Linked DNA regions of Mus musculus: region 1 is linked to region 2. A link is a contact called in public HiChIP or PLAC-seq data. All regions are on one chromosome and are shown on one strand. Each heading gives the region's core, a stretch centred on a gene start, on an enhancer-like site or on the middle of the called end of the contact. The rest is flanking DNA. Distances are from core to core; before and after follow the strand shown.

Region 1 (3,346 bases), core at 705-3,204, 110 kb after region 2:
GACCTTACACTGGTGCACTTGGAAACTTTTGATGTGTTTCTTTCTGTTCCTTCCTTGAGCCTTCACTGGTGAGGTCATCCTTGTCTGTCAGCAGATCCTTGATTAGAAGCCAAATCTAGAGTAGTGGGTTGGAATTCCTATCCCAGGGTGATATCGAGGACCCCACGGGGTCATTCACAGAGCAATTAGGCAGCTTGGCTAAATTTTTTATTATGAGATTATATCTGTGCTCCTCCCATTGCCGCAGCTTCCTACAAAGCTGAATCTCCAAGGAGACATCATATGGGACTGCCCTTTTTTTCAGCATCTACTCGTGAAAAGGAAGGAGTTTTCTCCGTCCACCAGGAGGAGCTAAAAGTCCTAGCCGGCACAGATGCCCTCAGCTTTCTCCAGAAACTAACCTCAGCCTACTTGCTTAGTCATTTTTTGGTTCTGTTCCCACTTAGGTGATAGTTGTTTTATTGTTCAATCCAGCTATATATTTATTCTTTTCTCCTTTGATTTTGATATAGCTTTGTTTGATTTTGTATATAATTTGGAAATATGTGTATGAAGCAGAGTAGGTTAGCAAAGCTTAAATGAAATTCAACATTTGCCAAGAAGTTGTACTGCCAGGCTCCATCTTCCCTTTCGTTACCTTCTCCCCTCCTCCTCCTCCTTCTCTTCTTCTTCCTCCTCCTCTTCCCTTGGTTTTTGTTTGTTAGTTTGTTGGTTTGTTTTAAGACAGGGTTTCTCTATGTAGCCCTGACTGTCCTGGAACTCACTCTGTAGACCAGGCTAGCCTTGAACTCGCCTGCATCTGTCTCCCAAGTGCTGGGATTAAAGGCATGTGTTGCCACCCCTACCCTTATTCTTGAGGGCTTCTTCCTGGAGTTATTCACCCTATCCTCTTGGAGTTTTTTTTCTCCTAGACCACTGCTGTTATTCTGCAAGTGGACTGATGCATTCTCTATTCTGCTTACAAGCACTCCTTGGACTTCAAATCTTTCTCCAGCTACTTCCTATCACCCTGTTCTCCTCCTACCACAACTCTGCACAGAGCTCTCTATGCTCAGTGTTTTCATGCTCTTGGTCATCCTTCTTTTTCTAGTTCATTCCAACCTCCAGTTCATCCCTGAGACTTGGTACAGCGGCAGTGATTTGGTCTTCTTCACTTCAAGTTGTCAAGCAAGCATCCCCATAGAGAGTGAACAGACTGGCGGCTCAGCCCATGGCAGGGCATTTTAATGTAGAACCCTACTATATACTGATGTTATGAGAAAGAGCCCTAGGTGCTTACCTTTGTTTTTGTTTACATCTCTCTCTTCTTCCTTAGTATCAAACTTAAAGTTTAGCTGACCATATTAATGCCTAAAATTAAGCCTACAGTTACATCCTTCTATGAACAACACATGGCTGGCTCTAGTTATTGGCTCTAGTTATTGAACCAATGAAACAAACAAGAGAAGAAGTTTTGGAATAAGGGGGAGGGCTAGAGGAACCTCTAAGAACAGTGTCCTGAAGGGGTTGGTCCGTTTGGGAGGTGTCATTTCTAGGTTTCTCCTGCCCTAAGCATGTGTGTGATGCCTCTGGACAACTTAGGGATGACAGACTGTAAGGTAGACCAGTTGCCAGATCTTTACTGTTCTATATATTGATTTGAACTTTGATCTATGATATATGAGGCCAAACTTGGTGACCGACTGCCTTCCCAGTAAGAAATTCAGCAGAAAATAAATCCACAAATATAATTTTTAAATGAAATTTACTGAGTTGAAAGCTGTTTAAAGTTAATATTAAGTTAATGTTAGATAAAGATATAACTCCAGTCTGAATAGCTGAGCCTAAAAGATTTACAGTGTTCCATGGAAACTTTACTACATCAACAAGACCAAAAGGGGTTTGTTGCTCTCCTATGGCAACAAGTAGCTCACTGAGAAGGAGCTCTGCTGACCCCTTCTGGGAGAATGAGTGTGGACATCTTAACAAAGGGCCAGACTTTTCTGGGGGAAGAGTTATTACAGATTCAAGAACAGAGAGGGCTAGCCAGGTGGCTCAGTTGGTAAACACGCTTCCTCTCCAGCCTGGAAGTCAGATCCCCAGGAGCCACATCCTGGGACGAGAACTAAAGCCTGTCCTAGGACTTTCACAGGCGTGCTGTGACACATTGACTCACACACAAAAGAGAAATAAGTAAAATGTGTTTTTTTAAAAACATAGAGGAATGAAGATTAAAACAAGGAAAGAAAACCAGTACAAGAGCCAGTAAGAAAGGGCGGGAGTCCAACATCGTTCTTTTGAAAAAACTAGAGCAAAATAGGGACAATCACAGCAAGAAACGCTATGTCAGTCACTGCCAGATGCGGAGAGAACTGATTTAAGTAACACTGTGCCACACTTCTGAGAACTATAAAGAACTATCAAACTCAAAATATCCTCATGTGGGATAGAGAGATGGCTCAGAGGTTAAGAGCACTTATTATGAGCTGGAAATATCGCTCATCAGTTGAGAGCACTGACTGCTCTTCCAGAGCACCCAGGTTCAATTCCCAGTAACTACATGGCCGCTCACAAGCGTCTATAACGCCAAGATCTGACACTCTCACACAGACATACTTGTAGGCAAAACACCAATGTGAATAAAATTAAGAGAGAGAGAGAGAGAGAGAGAGAGAGAGAGAGAAACCCAAAGTTTGGTTCCCAGCACCCATATGGTGACTTGCAACCATCTGTAATTCCAGTTCTAAGGGATTTGACACTCTCTTCTGACCTCCACACCTACCAGTTATATACCTGGTACATATACATACATGCAAGCAAAATACCCATATACACATAAAATAAAGAAAGAAGTTTGGGAGGTGATGTGAGACAGGGTCTCACTATATTAAACCAGGCTGTCCTGGAACTCACTATGTAGACCATGCTGGCCTCAAACTCACAGAGATCCTCCTGCCTCTAACACCACCACCATTTAAAGGTACCATCATGCCTGGCAATAAATAAAATTTAAATATATTACTACAAGGAATAAGTGTGATATTTTCTGTATATCCATGCATATGAATTTATGCAAAGTGGTTTGATGAATTAGATATATAATAAGATGTGTGTGTTATGCTTAGTCTAAATTATTTCACTTTTGACTCTAACTAGGACAGTATGGCTGTTTTTTAGGATTTTAACAGCACATGAAATTCAAGATAGTAAATTAAGTAGAGGTTTGGGTTCTAGGATCCTTTTCATGGAACACAAGTCTCCTAAGAATTTATAGATCTAGCTGGGCAGTGGTGGAGCATGCTTTTAATCCCAGTACATGGGAACCAGAGGCAGGCAGATTTCTGAGTTCGAGGCCAGCCTGGTCTAC
Region 2 (3,541 bases), core at 25-2,524:
CTTCCCCAAGTGAGAGAGACCCAGCAACCCGGACTCACAGACAAAGTCTCAGTAGGGCGCCCATCCCTATCTGTGAGAGAGGGAAGAAGGGCTTTGTGCAGGTTGCAAGGCTGGATGGATTTTAACACTACATTCTTAAGAAAAGATAAGAATGGAGACTCAAAGGAGACACTGATCCATGAGTTAAAATCCCTCCAGGGTGCTCTCAGGCCTCATCTTGTCCCTTAACCCAGTTTCCCTGATCTTTGCCCCAGGAGGACCTCCAACCCATCATCTCCTTTGGCCATATCCACAGCAGAAATTAGGGACCCCACCCCTGAGACACACACACACACACACACACACACACACACACACACACATCCCCTTGAAGCTCTCTTAGATGTATGGAATGCTTTTTGCTAAATTGTGTGCTCAAAAGCCTAAATTTCACATTTAGGGTGGACTTCAGTGGCAAAATTCTTCCAAAAATTTAAAAAGTTTCTAGTTAGTTCTTCGAATGGTAACCACAGCTAAGTTCCTGACCCCAAGAACTTTGTTTGCTTGCTTGCTTGGTTGGTTGGTTTTGGAGTTTGTGACCACTTAAGAACCCAAGTGTAATAGCTATAACTGAGCTTGGCAGGGTTTAGGGTTACCTAACACATAAACCTCTGGGAATGCGTGCTGCAGTTTTCCCAGACAGGTTTAACTGGGGCAGGAAGATCTTCCTGAACTTGGGTTTAAGTTGTTCTACACACTGTCATAGACCCATGGGAAGAAAGCAGCCCGAGGGTCAGCATTCATCTCTCCAAGCTCCCGACATTGTATCTCCTCAAACTAAGAGTCAAAGAAAATCCTTCTTTTAGTTTCTTTTCCTCGGGTATTTTGTTATAGTACTGAGGAAAAAACAAGTAGCATGCTGGGTTTCTTCTGATGTAATGGCTCCCCTACTACGCAACAGCTCCTCTGAGTTCACTAGTCTCGGTATCCATCAGCCAGAAAACCCAGTCATGGGACTAACCGCATCTAACCGCAAAGGAGCCTGGGAGATAGACCAGTCTTGCTGCATGCTAGGATTTTAATATCATGGTGAATGACCAGGGTTCTCTCTGAATCCTTTTCACCTGAGACGTTTTCTACCGATTGTATGTTACAGGATTGCTCAGCCTTTTAGTTCCCTTATTCCGATCAGGAAGATAAAAGAATCCGAGAGCCACAGACATGGCAAGCACAGACCCAGTGAACTCCAGAGAGCAAACAGAGAAGCCTGTGAATTAAAGGCCTCCAGTGACAGCTGACGTGGGGACAGCTGTACAAAGGCTCGCTCTGTGTTAAATGGCTTCAATCTGTGAACATGGTCCAGGGATCTTAACACCATGAGCTGAAAAATAGTTGAAACTTTATTCTCTGGATCGAGAAGGCTAAGGAACTCGATTTAGCTGTGATTTAATAGAGTTCAGCCTTAGAAGGGTGGTTATTTATAGCCACACATTTCTGTGTCTCTGAATAATACCTTTTATTTTTATGGTTTGGTTTATATTTTGCATGTTAGAATCCTTTATTTTTAGAGTCCGTATTGTGAACCTTCTATGTTCTTTTTGCTTGAAAAACTCTCATCTGCTGACCTTACTCAATAATTAGCCACCACGTGTGGTAGTCTACCCTCTGTCCTAGAAACGAATACTGGTGACAACAGCCTTAGTAGAAGAGGAAGTTCGCTTGGGATCATAATTTTGGAGGGCTCAAACCCATGACTGACTGACCTGTCAGTCATGGACCTGTTGGGGGTGGACATTGTTTCGTGGAAGAAACTTGTACTCTAGCAAAGCTGATCACCTCATGGCCTAGGGAGAATAATCCCCTTAGGTTAAGCCCTGAGGAAAACATCTCCAGTTTGCTCCCTTTTCAGCTCCCACTGCTACCTCCTAATAGCACCAAGGGGTGCCTGTGCCCTTAACATGGGAGCCTTAGGGAACATGTAAGAGCCAAACTAGAATATCATCTAATCAATAAATACTTGTGAAAGTCCTATTGAGTGTGTATTGCTCACGGTGCTGCAATGGTTAGATGCTAAATATATAGTCCTTACTTTCATAAAACTTGGACATCTCTTAGGTAAGAAAGGTATTACCCAAGTACTGGAAGAGTAACAGTTCTTTGCTCCTGGTAGTACAAAGTTATAAAATAGGGGGTTGTAAGGCTGGGCTTCATGGTCTTTACCTGTGACTCTGAACCTCGGGATATTAAGGTAGGAGAGCATCCAGGGTTCAAGGCCAACCTGGATAAGGTACAGAGCTTTTGTCCCATCAAACAAACAAAATTATGACATCATCACCACCACCATCATCAACAACAAACTCACAAAGTATGTGATTTTGGTTATAATACTGCCTAATCATGAAGTACAGAATTTATTTAGAGTATATCATAAAAGCCTGATCTTTCAACTGTCCAGAATAGCTTTCTAGGTAAAAGCCCCATTGCTTTGAGTTCAAATAATGCTTTATTCATTTGTAAATGGTAAATCATGAAGTACTAAAGGACTGTTCTTCTAGAGGTGGTCACGCTGACCAGGTCCTCTTGATTTCTTTGCTTAGCATGCATCCCAGTGGCGTCCTGTGCTGGAACACAAAGGATCTCTTTGTCCTGGTGTCACAGCTGCATAGGACGATGTCATTTCGATGACAGTAATTAAATTAGTCCTGGTCCTTGATTTCATTGCTTCTGTGACAACTAACAAAAACATCAGTGGGTGAAAATCATACATATTAGATTCATTATAGTGTAGCGAGGAGCTACAGAGTCTTCAGTGGATCTCACCAGGCTAAAATCAGAATGATAAAGGCTACATTCATGTCTCAGAGTTCTAGAGGAAAAGCTCTAGCCAGCCAATTTCAAGTATCTTCAACTTCTCACATGTGGCTCTTTTCCACTTTAAGAATGTTTTTAAATGACACTTATTAGTGTCTGTGTGTGATTGTGTGTATGCCACAGCATTCACATGAAGGTCAGAGCTCTCTCAGCTATGAGTTACAGGATCTCACAGCAAGCACTTTTTTTTCTGCTGAGATTTTTCTTTCCAGGTGGAAACCTGTAACCTACTTTTAAATTTAATTTTTAATTATGCATATGGGTGCATGGGTATTTGGTCACGTGTGCAGGTGAAATCCAGGCATGTAGGATCCCTCTGCTGCTGGAGTTTCAGGTGGTCACCGGCCTGTCTCTGTGCCCTACTGGGTCACACAAACCCAAAGGATAATAATAGAAGGAAGGAGGTGTTAATGAAAGTGGGCAGGGCACAAAGTGACGAATGCCAGTATGATCCATGCATTATGCATGCATGAAAGTGTCATAGTTACACACCATTATACTCATCGTCATACATAACTAACTCATGATTCTTCTTAAACCATGTGTTTCAACCATGTACTCCTGAGTTCTTTTTTGGAGAACCCCATAGAGGAGGAAACCTCACCTGGTAATATTTTGACACTGTGACTAATTATAAAGAAAAAAAGACTTCTGAGTGCCGAGACACTGTATAGAATGCTTTTAACACACT

Evidence for each region. HiChIP or PLAC-seq counts read pairs in DNA pulled down with a chosen protein or histone mark.
Region 1: an H3K27ac HiChIP or PLAC-seq map of oligodendrocyte precursor cells shows a contact between it and region 2, with 5 times the contacts expected there. The contact joins two enhancer-like sites. A contact is called at or near these places in 6 of 484 Hi-C or Micro-C datasets (the C2C12 cell line, cranial neural crest, nephron progenitors and 3 more) and 4 of 115 datasets of contacts at active chromatin or transcription factors (bone marrow-derived dendritic cells, embryonic stem cells and oligodendrocyte precursor cells).

Annotation. Positions count from the first base shown.
Region 1 is chr8:79,583,232-79,586,577 of GRCm38.p6, forward strand. No RefSeq gene overlaps it. Among named protein-coding and RNA genes, the nearest start is that of Otud4, 55 kb to the right of the region's middle. Within about 2 kb of position 1,955, at least 6 of the 459 cell types and tissues checked have an H3K27ac peak or open chromatin away from gene starts, as enhancers often do. A contact at or near this core is called in oligodendrocyte precursor cells, where this site is marked.
Region 2 is chr8:79,473,602-79,477,142 of GRCm38.p6, forward strand. No RefSeq gene overlaps it. Among named protein-coding and RNA genes, the nearest start is that of Gm39205, 35 kb to the left of the region's middle. Within about 2 kb of position 1,275, at least 26 of the 459 cell types and tissues checked have an H3K27ac peak or open chromatin away from gene starts, as enhancers often do. A contact at or near this core is called in oligodendrocyte precursor cells, where this site is marked.